3 separate regions of the Mus musculus genome follow, and all the other regions are linked to region 2. A link is a contact called in public Hi-C data. All regions are on one chromosome and are shown on one strand. The core of a region is the stretch at or near the end of the contact, and the rest is flanking DNA. Distances in the headings are between cores, read along the strand shown.

Region 1 (4,432 bases), core at 1,218-3,717, 510 kb after region 2:
AAAGAAATATATGAACCAGGTTTCATTCTTTAGGTGGACATCCAGTTTGCCTGCATCATTTGTTTCATGAATTTTTCCACTATATGATTTACTAATTAAAAATAGTGTGGCCATAGCTTTGTTGGTTTCCTATAGAGTCTTCGATACTGTGACATTGGGCTATTTTCATGTCAATGGTAAGCTGTCTTTGTTGGCATTGTCCTGTAATATAAATTGAGGTTCACTGGTATGATGTCTACCACTGTCTCCTTAATACTAAGGGGTACTTTATGTTTAATTCTAAATGAATCAAAAATCTTAAGGTTGAGTTACCATATGACCAAGCTACTCTACTGCTAGACATGTACCCAGACAGCCCCATAGCCTATCATAAAGATATTTGCATACCCATATTCATTGCTGCTTTATATGATGGCATGGTAATAGAATCAACCCAGGTGCCTACAACAGATGATTGGATAATGAAAGTGTAGTATATACTTATACATGTGAACATTACTTAGCTATATAATATGAGAATATAAAAATAGATGAACTGTGAAAGCAAAATATTAAGTGAGGTGGCCCAAACTCAGAAACAAACAAACAAGCATGCAAACAAATCAACACCCAGCATCTTCTTCTTCATATGCTAATCTTAGCCTAAAAAGTATACATGTATATAAAAGCATGTATAAATGTTGATATAGTATACAATAGAAAGGTCACCAAGAAAGGTTAATAGTATACTATGAGAAAGAACGCATGAGTCATGAAAGACTCATTCCTAATTCCAACACTGCAATAGTAGTTTTCCTTTGTGTAAGTATGTGTGGAAAATAATTGAATAAACTATAAAAACCTATGCTAAGCTTCATTACTTCAAACTGGTCATCCCACAGAGTTTAGAACTGGGCAACTGTTCATTAGAGTGGTTACTTTAAAATGTTTGTTTTTATTTGTGCTACCACAATAAGCACTGATTTTATTTAATAAAACATACATCAGAGGAAAACTGAAAACAAACAAACAAAAAATAAGTGTTTAATGTCTGCTTTACTCATAAGTGCTTATGTTCATTTGAAGAATTTGGTTTGTACCCTGCTCACATTACAACACAGTAGTGAATATTGGATCAAACCAAACTTTTCTTACCTTAACCTTTTACAATAGCCACTATTGTCTGCTTAGAAAACACAGCTAAGGTCTATTATTGTGTAATTATCTTATTTCAGTTTGGAAAATCTAAGAAATATTCATAAGTGAACATGTAGCCAAGAAAGAAGCTTGCACAGCTGACAGAAATATACAGGAAGTTTGTGTTGCTGACAGTGATGATCTCATCTTTAAGGTAGTTAATGAGAATGGATGTTAAGAAAGGGAAAGAAAAAATGGACAGTAACATGCTAGGAGAAAAAATTCCATGAGATTTAGTGACGATTATAGGGAATAGGCACAAAAGACGTATGAGCGGTGAAGAATTTGTTCTGTGCTTTACATTGGAAAGGTTTGTTCATTTTGAATGTTTGTGAAGCAGATCAAATAGGAGAACAGATTCTAGAGCAGCCAGTGAACTGATACACTGACTCCCATAAGAAGGTTAGGCACCCTAGGGCACAGTGGGAAGGTGTGGCTTCAATGGAATAATTAATCTTCCAACATGAACACAAATGAGATAAGCATAATTTGGTCCAGTTGACCAGACTGAAAATGTTAAGTGAGAAATCATGCAAGATATGGAAATAAGGATGGATGAATTTAGATCATGAAGACAACAGGAAAGCTTTGGGAATTGAAGAAGAGGTAGAGGGCAGGAAAAGAACTTAGCAAACTGAAACGCCAATATTTGGAATATTGAATTGTAATAAAATGGATGGTTTTCTAAATAATCCAGTGCCAAATAGTTATAATAAGTAAAACAGTCCATTGCACAAAGAGATAGATAGATTGCACCATAGGACAAAGAGAGATATCCAAGATCAACAAGTCCCCAGAAAGAAATGGTTTAGATGACTCACTGTAAGATGTTTAAGTTGAATAAAAGTAATTGATTAGATTAAGGTGCAAACCACTTCTGATCCTGCAGTTTTCAGGCAAGATAGCTAACCACCAGCATCACCAACTTATGCAAATGAAAAGAATAGCATTTTGTGTGTGAAAGAATTAGGAAATTCAGTATGAATCTGGTGGAAATTGTGCTAGTGCTATACATCATAAATGAAAATGTGCCCTTCTTTCTATTATTTTTGGAGCAAAAATATGTGTTCTCTATTTAGAAAATAAACATGTGCAAAGATGTAAGAAAGATGCCAGGTGCCCATGGCAACATCTTCTTTTAAAGGAAAAGCATTCTGAGAGATGTAGAGTACTGCTAATTTCAATTCCAGTTATTTCAAACCCAAAACAAATAAGGTAACTTCTCAACTGGCCCTATGGAACATGAGAATGCTTCAGGCTTGTTGGAATTAAGGAGCCATATGGAACTTGTAGTGAGCTTCTAACTGAGACAGATGGCTACAGAATGGAGCCAGCCTTGAGGCTGTGTAAACACCCCAGTGACCGTGAGTAGCCAATTAAGAATTGAGACAAGAGGGAAATGTCATTTCAATTCCTGTGGAAAAAAATATCTATCTGCTATACTCATCCTTGTTGCCTTTAAAAACTCATCTACATGGTCCATGGCTCTAAACTGGAGTCTGTGAAAATTTCTTCCAAACCACCCAAAGTAAGCATCCGAATTCCTGTTCTTTTCTAAGGACCACAGGGATTCAGGTTTCTGCTTCCACGGGGTGGGGGTGGGGTGGGGAATCTAGCACGTTATTAGCTCCGGTGTTGTTTTCAGTAAACCCGCAGTGAATCCTTTACCTCCTAGAATAACTATATCTCCAAGATACATTTATACTTCAGATAAACTCTAAATACTTGCCTCCTACTAATCACTCCATAATTCTGATGATAACAAAGGGAAAGCCATGGTTTCATAGGTCATGAAAAAGACTGGTTAGTGGAAAAGTAGCACAGGGTGCATTCTAAGAGAAGTGATGCACTCTGATCACAGCTGAAAATCGACTGTCTACTCACACCTGTCAGCCTCTTTCTCAAGGAAGGGCTGGCTGGTTTTGCCATCTCAAAATGAACAAAGATGACTACAGAGATGAGAAAGAAAAATGAACATATGAACATAGGATATAACACACTCATGCCAAAGCAAAGGTAAATTAAACTAATTTTCAAAAGCATCATTTAATCAAAAATTGGAAAAAGTAGTGAAGGCTAGAACAAAAATATATAGCACAGAATATGCAGGGAACCAGATAAATTACCTTCAAGTGGGGATAACATGAAGAATTTTAAAGGCAGTCTTAGATATTTGACCTTGAAGACTGGTGCTTTAAAGAGCTACTCCTTCTCTAGTTTTTGTGGACTGTATCGTGGGTATTCTGTACATTTCTTTTCTTCTTGTTTGTTTGTTTGTTTGTTTATGGCTAATATCCACTTATTTAGTGACTACATTCCATGCATGTTCTTTTGGGTCTGAGTTACCTCACTCAGGATGATATTTTCTAGTTCCATCTATTTTGCTTTCAAAACACAGGATGTACTCTTTCTTAATAGCTGAGTAGTATTCCACTGTGGAAATGAGCCCCATTTTCTGTATCTATTCTTCTGACCTGGGACATCTGGGTTGTTTCCAGCTTCTGGCTATCACAAACAAGGCTGCTATGAACATAGTGGAACATGTGCCCCCATGGCACTGTAAGGCATCTTTTCGGTATATTCCCAAGAGTGGTCCTGCTGGACCTTCAGGTAGATCCATTTCCAATTTTCTGAGGAACCTCCATAGTAATTTCCAGAGTGGTTGTACCAGTTTGCAATCCTACCAACAATGAAGGAGTGTTTCTCTTTTTCCACATCCTCACCAACATGTGCAGTAGCCTGAGGTTTTGATCTTAGGCATTCTGATTCATGTAAAGTAGAATCTCAGGGTCGTTTGGATTTACATTTCCCTGATTAATAAGGACTTTGAGCATTTCTTTAAGTGCTTCTCAGCCAATTGAGATTCCTCTGTTGTGAATTCTTGGTTTAGGTCTATACCCCATTTTTTGACTGGGTTGTTTGGCTTTTTGGTGTTTAACGTCTTGAGTTCTTCATATATTTTGGATATTATCCCTCTATTGAATGTGGGAATAGTGTAGTTTTACTCCCCAATCTGAAGGTTGGTGATTTGTCTTATCGACTATGTCCTTTGCCTTACAGAAGCTTTCCAGTTGCATGAGATCCCATTTATCAGTTATTGATTTTAGATCATGAGCCATTGGAGTTCTGTTTAGGAAATTTCCCCCTGTGCCAATGAATTCAAGGCTCTTTCCCACTTTCTATTAGATTCAGTGTATCGGGTTTTATGTTGAGGTCTTTGATCCACTTGGACTTGAGCTTTGTACAGGGTGACAAA
Region 2 (4,209 bases), core at 1,646-4,145:
GTGGCATCTGGAATCTAAGAGGTAAACCATCATGGTGAGACCAGCAAGTTCTCAGTAGCTGCCACTTCTGGTCCTCATCCAGCTAACCTGAATGTATGTGTGCCCCAATCTCTGAAACAATAAATTCTCTGAGTTTAGGATACTAACAGGTGAGCTTTTGGGTCCCATAAAGATGGCAGACATGAGTCCAGAATTTTTAAGTATTCAATCAAGGCAGCTTTCTAACTCGCTGAAAGCTATGTCTACACAGTGTGCAAATGCTAAGGCACACGTGTTTATAGGTACACTGCATTATTTCAGAGAATGTGAACTCTTTGCTCTGTGGTGGCTCAAGTTTGAAATTTATACTTCTTTAAAAACTTTTTTTTGGGGGGGTCTATGAAGTCTTAGCTATCCTGGAACTTGTATGTTAACCAGGCTGACCTCAGACTCATAGAGATCTGCCTGTCTTGGAGTCTAGAAAGCGAAGATTAAAGGAATATGCCACCATAGCCCACAAATTGATACTTTTGAGCTGGGCCAGACTTAGTGGCACATCTTCAAATCCTAGTATTTTGGAGGCAGGCAGATCTCTGTGAGTTTTGAGTTTAAGGCCAGCCTGATTCACATAGTGAGCTATAAGCAAGTTAGGGTTACATAGAGAGACTTGTCTCAAACAAACAAACAAACAAATCTTTTAAATGCAATTGGCCTACATTTTTAGGTAGAGTTAATGACTTAATTTGGTATTGATGGGGCTTATAAAATAACTATGAACACCATTCTATCATAGTATTTCATGAACCATTCAAGTTTATGAGAATGAACAGACAGACAGAGGCACCTAGGGTGTGACATTTAAGACTCAATCTGGTACAAGAATGAATCAAACTGTAACTTTCCTCGAACCCCTTGAATTAGATGTTCTACAGAAGGCCAACCAAAGGCTTAAAAATCTAATTACGTTCTGAACCTAAATTTATTAGTTGAATGGTTACCATGGGGATCATTTTCACACCATATTGCTTCCCAAATGTACACACAGAATTAGGGTGCTAGTTAGCTAAGTATGTTATGAGCCTTCACTCTGCAAAGATCTTATGTGGCAAAAAGGGGCACCCATTTCTTTCCAGAAAAGAAAGAAAAGGTAATGTCTCAGTCCTGGCAACAGTTAATCCATGGGATAAAATAGTGTTTGAATATATTTCTTCCTCTAGGAAATATATTGACTCACTGTTCTTAAAAATTATTAGTTTGTTCTGTATAGTTTCATAAATTTTTAAAATAACTTTTCAGGTTTCTTCTTCCAGTATTTGAATTCCTCAAAGAAGCACAGATCTTTCTCCTATCACTCCCAACCCTTTCCAGTTTCATGATTGAACATTTTTACATTCAGTAGGGGAAAAAATGAACCTAATATTATAATGATTACATATCCCATGTTCTCATACACAGGTAATAAATACAGAAATCAAGGATAAGATGCTGTTAGTCACTTTTAAGTGCTTTCCCAGTTTGAAAGATTTTATGCACTCATAGAAATGTTTTCCTTTCTGCCTCACTGGGTTGCACTTTTGCTTTGATATCTGAGAAAGACGAGGAGGGTAATGAAATATATCTCTTGAGCCAAGAAACTAGAGAAAAATCATAATTTTAAGAAAAAAATGGTGGCGATGTTTAAATAGATTACATTTCATCTGGCTGCTCTTAATTACAGCTACCCGCCCACAAGCTGTTGCAAAGGTCCCCTGGAGACAACTTCCAAGCTATTTATGGGCTCTTCAGAGGAGAAGCTATGAGAATGTCTTTTTCATGCTATTCTCTTTAAACTTTCATTTTCAATAGCCCACAATTAGCTCCCTGGAATGAGGATGTATATTGGGCTAAATATGCAGGGGTCATAATTTTCTGACCTACTTCCTCCTTCACGTCCAAATAATGTGGAAGGAATTCATTCCAGATCCTGTTTGTCTGCCGTGCTAATTCACAATGACATCTCAGCTCTCTTGATTTCAAAGCGTCCTGTGATTTTTAAAGTAGCAATTTCCTATTTGAAGGAATCCATTACCGTGCCAACAGGAATGTTGGTTGAGTGGAATTGCTCTCTCCACTAGTCAGTTACATGAAGAAAGTTTAACTTAGGGATGAGCAGATAGACAAAGGGTAGGCAATATTTTAATGTGGAGAGAAGAAATTGGATTGTAAAAGGAAGTTGGGCATATCTCCCTTGAAGAATGTCCTTTACTGACAAGACTGATTTTGTTAGTTTTCTCGTTCTGCAGATTACTATGAGAGTTTTATGTTTATCAGAAAATCCAAACTGGTAATTTCATTTGCGTGTGGCTCCCTTCCAAATAAGAAATATCTTTGTTTTGTTCACTATTTTTTTAGGGTAAAATTCTGCATCTTCCTCTTGGCACCATATGTCCATTTGAGAAGTAGAGGGTTTCTAAGATCCCTCCAATGGCCTTTGTGTCTGCCAGAGGGCAGCATGTAACACTCTCCCATCTGGCATGAAAGTTACCACTTGGCTGCCACCTGTACTGTGCTGAGGACTCCTGTCACTCCTCCACCATCCAGGGCTGTGGGACTCGAGTCCCTTCAGCCTTCTCCTGCCTGCAACTTCTCCTCCAGTGACAGATGTTGGGGTGGGGAACACATGGAGAGCCAAGCATTTCCTATTACCAGTTTGGCAGAGATTCAAATTCTTCTCCATCAACAAAATATAAGCATATTGGTGATGGTTGACCCCAAGGAGAGTGTATAAGCATACCTGCCTTTCTCAACTACCCCTGCCCCATTCATTGCCATTTTTTGGTATACTATCCTTTTAGATTCATATTGTCCATAAAGCTTCCCATCCCCTCTCCTTTCTGAAGAGGTGTGTGTGTGTGTTTCCTTCAGTAAAGAGGAGAGCTGATTCATGCTGTCTTTAATCAGTTGTGCTTCAGTGCTTGCTGAAGTGCTGTTGGTCTCTGGACATGGAAATCTTTGCCTATTATGCTATTGCAGTCTGAGTACCAAAACAGAACCAGTAGGCCCAATACACACAAAGACTAACAGGAAAATAGGCTGCAAATGTGAATAGCTTTGATCACCATAATGAAGAGAGAATAGCTTAGGAATTCTAAACTCATGTTAGTTTTTGAGTTAGAAATGATCTTAGTGTTATTTATTTTACAAATAGTGAAGCTAGAGGCATCTTGTAGCTTGGTTATACATTCTTTATAAGCTTTACAAGTAAACTGATATTCTATCTAAACACATCCAAGCATTTATTGATAGAAGCGTTTGGAATATATGTAAATATATATATTGTTTGTAATATACCCTTTCAGTTTTGGTAAGGTTAGAACCAAGTCATTTCACTTGAACAAGACCACATGGATGCTTAGATGCCTTCTTAGTCACAGGCTTGAGATATCTGACATACCAAGAAAATGATAATTCCTAGTACTTGAAAGTTCGTGCCAATAGCTTTAGACAAAAATGTTCTACATAACCATAACTATAGGCTTATTTAACATGGACTTTTCTGTATTTCTTTTTAAAAATGTCAAACACTAGGTGTTAGGAATGCAGTAAGGAATCAAACAAGGTTCTTGATGTCTAAAATGAGTGGCTTGTGTTTTGATTTAATTGGCCAATGAATATAATCTTAACATAAATCTAATTTTTATTTTGCCTTTTTTCTTTTTGTTTGTTTTAATTTTACTATTTTGAAATGTAATCATTCTTACACATGTTTGTGTAGAATAGCCAAGTATATTAGTTAGAAGACAACTGGCTTTGAGTGAGAGAAAAGTGTTAAATCAATTAGATTCAAGGTGGCTTAAAAATAAAAGGAATCTATTGGCTCAGCAGTGAGAAATGCCAGCTGGAGGATGGCTTCCAGTGTAGTATAATCAGGGCTCCAGGTCTACTGCTCCCAGACTCCTACAGCTCTGTCCCATTCCACACATGTATCCTGCTCATCCCTGGCAGGCTTCTCTCATGGTTGCAAAATGAAGATGAGGAAAAATCAGAGCATGATGCAGTCTCTCTACTGTGGAGGAGAAAAAGAATATTCTTATCGTAGGATTCCAAGTAAGATTCTTGAGATGACTCAGGCTAAATTTGATTAGATCATGTGTAGACCTGAACCAATTACTGCAGAGAAAGGAACAGAATGTATAATTTGACTCAAAACCATTTTGAAGCCTAAAATTGGAGGTGGGAGCAAAACCAGAA
Region 3 (4,104 bases), core at 575-3,074, 410 kb after region 2:
AGAAATGTTTTGAAATTCATTGTATAAACTATCACAGTGTATAAACTATCACTTGGTATGCATAGCACAGATAGCTCAAACAAGGCTGTTTCCTCTCCGCGAGTGAAATATGTAGAAATACTTGATAATGGTGCACAATTCACATGTTTACAGGCCAGCAGGTAGACAGCAATGATCAAAGCAAATTTGGAAGAGATTAAAAGGACACTGTAAGGATAGCCACAAAATGTCAACTATGTGTGTCTATAGCCTGGGTTGTGCAGAAGACCAGTTATGGCTATGCATGACTGGGTTTCCCACATTGCCATGGAGGCCATATCTGAGAGATGTCAGTGAGGAACCATCCATTTACTGATCTTTTCCTAATCAGAAGACCAGCCTCTTCATCTCTCTCTGGCGGCTGGCTTAAGATGGAAATTTGAGCCTATCTCTTTTAATTTAAGGTCTTGACTTGGTCTATCAGACACTATGAGTTGGTCTAGTTGGCTATCTTGCAAGTTCCAATCTGTCCTCTTCATAGCTATCATTTTTGATCAGACATATCAACTGATTTAAGTTAATTAGCTAAATCCTACAAAGTTTTTGAGATCTTACTGAGTTTATTTAGCTGATATCTTTTTTTATAATTTTGATAAAGGTTTTCCTCTCCTTTAGAGAACACAAGACCCCTCAGTTTATGTGTATCAAGACAGAAATTAGCTTTTCAAGAGAACACATCTTTCAGTTGCTTCTTGAAAATATGCTTCATTAGGAGAATCTGACTTTGTTGAAAGCTGTGATGTAAAAACTGTGATCAGCAAAACATACGAAAATAATCTTCTTTTTGGCCATCAATGATTTTGACCCATTGTTTCTCTAGAGATAAATGACATGATGCAATTTTATTTTAAATTTTGATGAATTATTCTTTTTCATTTAATTAGCATCACCAGGTAGTATTGAGACATGAAATCCGGCTGAATACAATGTTTTCTCTGCCGTGTCATTAGTGAAATAGCAGGAGTGTAATCAAATGTGACCCTTATGCTTTCTTTTTCAAAATGCTGTCAACAGAACTGGCTCCTCAGTTTGCTAAGATTCATCAGTGAGAGGATAGAAAGTTGAGTGAGATTTGAAGCAATATCCTCATTAGAGTTTCTTTTAATCAGTCTCTCTCTCTGTATATACACAGAATTTAAAGGGGGAAATACAAAGCCATACCATCACAGTTCTAGCCTGATATTTATGTTTGGCTGACATGAGAGGGTACCTGAGGCCAAGGTGACATTTAAAAGAGTGGTTACCTAGTCTGTCATCTCACTTCTGCAATTCATGTGGTACTGTGTGTCACATGAAGTTATCAGGAAATGGTGTGGAAAGTACGGTTCTTACTCTCAGTAGATTGTGGGAAACCTAGGGGATTCTGACGTGTGCTTTAAAAATATATTTCAAAACTTCTAAAAGGCATGATTTCGAAATGTGATTGGCTGGCTACTGGTGATTTTCAGACTAAAAATTAATCTGCTTGCAATGAAACCCACGTGAACCACGGCCATTGGGAGTATAGAAATTAACTTGAAGACGTGCAGTTTTCCATTTTATTTATCAAGCATTCACAACCAAAACAAGGCTATTTTTTATGGTTACAATCAAGTGCCTTCATGCCTGAATTCAAGCTTCCTAAATCAGAAAGTGCCAGAAATTACACTTTGAACCTCCAAATCATTTGAGTTGAACAGTAGTGTATTTTTGGAGACCAAATGTGCTCTCATATCCTTCCAACTCTGTAAAACCAAACAAGCAGGAATGTCATTATCTGGACATCCAGTCTTCATCCCTCACAAGTGACTCTGTCTTCCAGTGACACTGTTCCCCTGCTCCAGACAGAGCAGCAACTGTTCCCCAGTGTACATTTCCATTGCATCCCCCATCTTCTCTCCCTCCCCCTCCCCTCCCCCTTTACAGCCACAAATGCTTCAACAGAAGTGGGGGAAGATCCAAAGAATCCCCTTTACTAACTAGAACTAAGATGAATTGTGTCAGAGTTCAGAGCTTCGTTGTTGCTTGGCATGAAATTACTGCCCGTGGTTTCTGCCAAGGCGGGTGTCAGCTGGTGAATTATAACAGTGGCAGACAGGACTGAGATAAGCAGAAAATACAATGGCAGCTGCTACACAGAACTATTCTTTCTGGCCTAGTGAATACAAAAATACATTGTGTAAATAAAGACAGACAGCTTCTTTATGCAATTGTCTGCTACTGTGCAACTGCTAAGGAACAAGTATTGATTCCTGAAAATAGCCCCAGACACTTGAATGCAATATGCTTTTACACGTGAGATGACTGGGTTATTAAGAAAGCAACAATAAATCTAACTTCCTAACATTAGAGTTGAACCTTCAGGTAAATAAAGTATACCACTGTGTTACGTTACATTTCTGAACTTGAGCATTTCTTCAAAGCATGTCTTTCATTCAAGTCCACAATTCTTTATTGTGTTTTGAGTGTGAAATCTAGGGCTGTGATTGAGTTTTCATCAATTATAAAATAAGTGCTGTATCAGGGCTCTTGCTTAGATTGCCACAACAAAGTGCCATCCTCTGGAATGGCTTAAACAACAGACGTTTGTTTTCTTGTGATGCTCTTGGCTGGATATACTTCATTAAGACCTGACACAGTTGGTTTCTGGTAATAGATTCTTGGCTTGTAGAACAATGCATTTTTTCTCTGTGTTATATCTGGCTTTATAGCATCTACTTACTAATCTGTTTATTTTTTGAAAGCATTTTGCTATGTGGCCCATCATTAATCACCTGGGCCAGAGCTATCTTCCTAGCTTTGTCTCCTGAATAGCTGGGACTATAGTGTGCCACCACACTTGGGTCACTTACTAAAAGGGCACTAATTCTATCAGTTTAGGATCCCATATATAAGTTTCTATGTAATTTTTATTACTTTTTTAAACTTTAATTACTTTTTTTTTGTTCCCACTTTAAACAGTCAGAGTTTTTATGTTTCTGCCCAGAAAGTTTGGTAGGATAACATGGTATTCTTTATGTAAAAGTGCCCTAGGCACACTTGATTTTTTTAAAATTTTTTTAATTTTTAATTTTTTTTTTTCGAGACAGGGTTTCTCTGTATATCCCTGGCTGTTCTGGAACTCACTTTGTAGACCAGGCTGGCCTCAAACTCAGAAATCTGCCTGCCTCTGCCTCCCAAGTGCTGGGATTAAAGGTGTGTGCCACCATGCCCAGCACACACTTGATTTTTGTTACAAATAAAACTATGTAATGAACTTGTCTATCAAACTTCTATCCAGTACTTCTGAAGATTTTAAATAGTTTTCAGTAAAATATTATCCACTGAATAACTTTACATTTAGGAATACCATATTAGAAATTAGCAGAAGAAACAAGCATTCTGTAAGGTACAGAACTCTCCAAATATAATTCATAGTCCGTATAGATCCTGCAGCCCTTGTCTGTAAGGTCAAGTCTATTTTCATAGCTATACAGAAATGATGCTTGTGGGTTTTTCTTCTGCATATTAGATAATTTCATATTTCTGTGATAAATCACAATGACCAAGGCAACTTCTACAAGACAGCACTAAGTTGGGCTCATGAATTCAGGGGTAAAGTTCTTGATGATGGAGAAAAAGCAGAGTAGCTGGAACAATTGCAAGAGCACATCTTGACCTAAAAACAGGAGATACAGTGCAGTGGAAAAGCAGAAGTCTCCTTAAACATCAGAGCCTGCCACGAGTGGCACACAGAATCCAGCAAGGCTATTTCCTCCCTATTCTTCCCCCCAAATTCTCCTAACTGGTGATCAAGTATTCAAACCTATGGGTTTATGGGGGACGTCCTCATGATGTTACTGGCACAAAAGTGATGAAGTTAAACTGCTGGCATCTAAACACATGAACTAAATGAGTGATGCCAAGCCAGCCTAGGAACTACTGTGCTAATCATGTAGCCTCAGTTTTATTACACATACACACACATGCCCACATGCCCACACAAACACATACAGGCATGAAGGTATGTGAACACACATATATGCATGCACATACATGTATACATACACAGTCAAACATACAGAAAAACACATTCATTGAACATTG

The links. Hi-C and Micro-C count contacts between places; a contact is called where the count stands out from the background.
Region 1: a contact with region 2 is called in a Hi-C map of cerebellar granule neurons, with 4 times the contacts expected there. The contact joins two enhancer-like sites. A contact is called at or near these places in 3 of 484 Hi-C or Micro-C datasets (cerebellar granule neurons and cerebellum).
Region 3: a Hi-C map of cerebellum shows a contact between it and region 2, with 2.0 times the contacts expected there. The contact joins two enhancer-like sites.

What each region holds. Positions count from the first base shown.
Region 1 is chr10:37,905,459-37,909,890 of GRCm38.p6, forward strand. No RefSeq gene overlaps it. Among named protein-coding and RNA genes, the nearest start is that of Gm46220, 150 kb to the right of the region's middle. Within about 2 kb of position 2,468, at least 9 of the 459 cell types and tissues checked have an H3K27ac peak or open chromatin away from gene starts, as enhancers often do. A contact at or near this core is called in cerebellar granule neurons and cerebellum, where this site is marked.
Region 2 is chr10:37,398,651-37,402,859 of GRCm38.p6, forward strand. No RefSeq gene overlaps it. Among named protein-coding and RNA genes, the nearest start is that of Gm31330, 36 kb to the right of the region's middle. Within about 2 kb of position 2,896, at least 37 of the 459 cell types and tissues checked have an H3K27ac peak or open chromatin away from gene starts, as enhancers often do. A contact at or near this core is called in cerebellar granule neurons and cerebellum, where this site is marked.
Region 3 is chr10:37,810,652-37,814,755 of GRCm38.p6, forward strand. No RefSeq gene overlaps it. Among named protein-coding and RNA genes, the nearest start is that of Gm46220, 250 kb to the right of the region's middle. Within about 2 kb of position 1,825, at least 59 of the 459 cell types and tissues checked have an H3K27ac peak or open chromatin away from gene starts, as enhancers often do. A contact at or near this core is called in cerebellum, where this site is marked.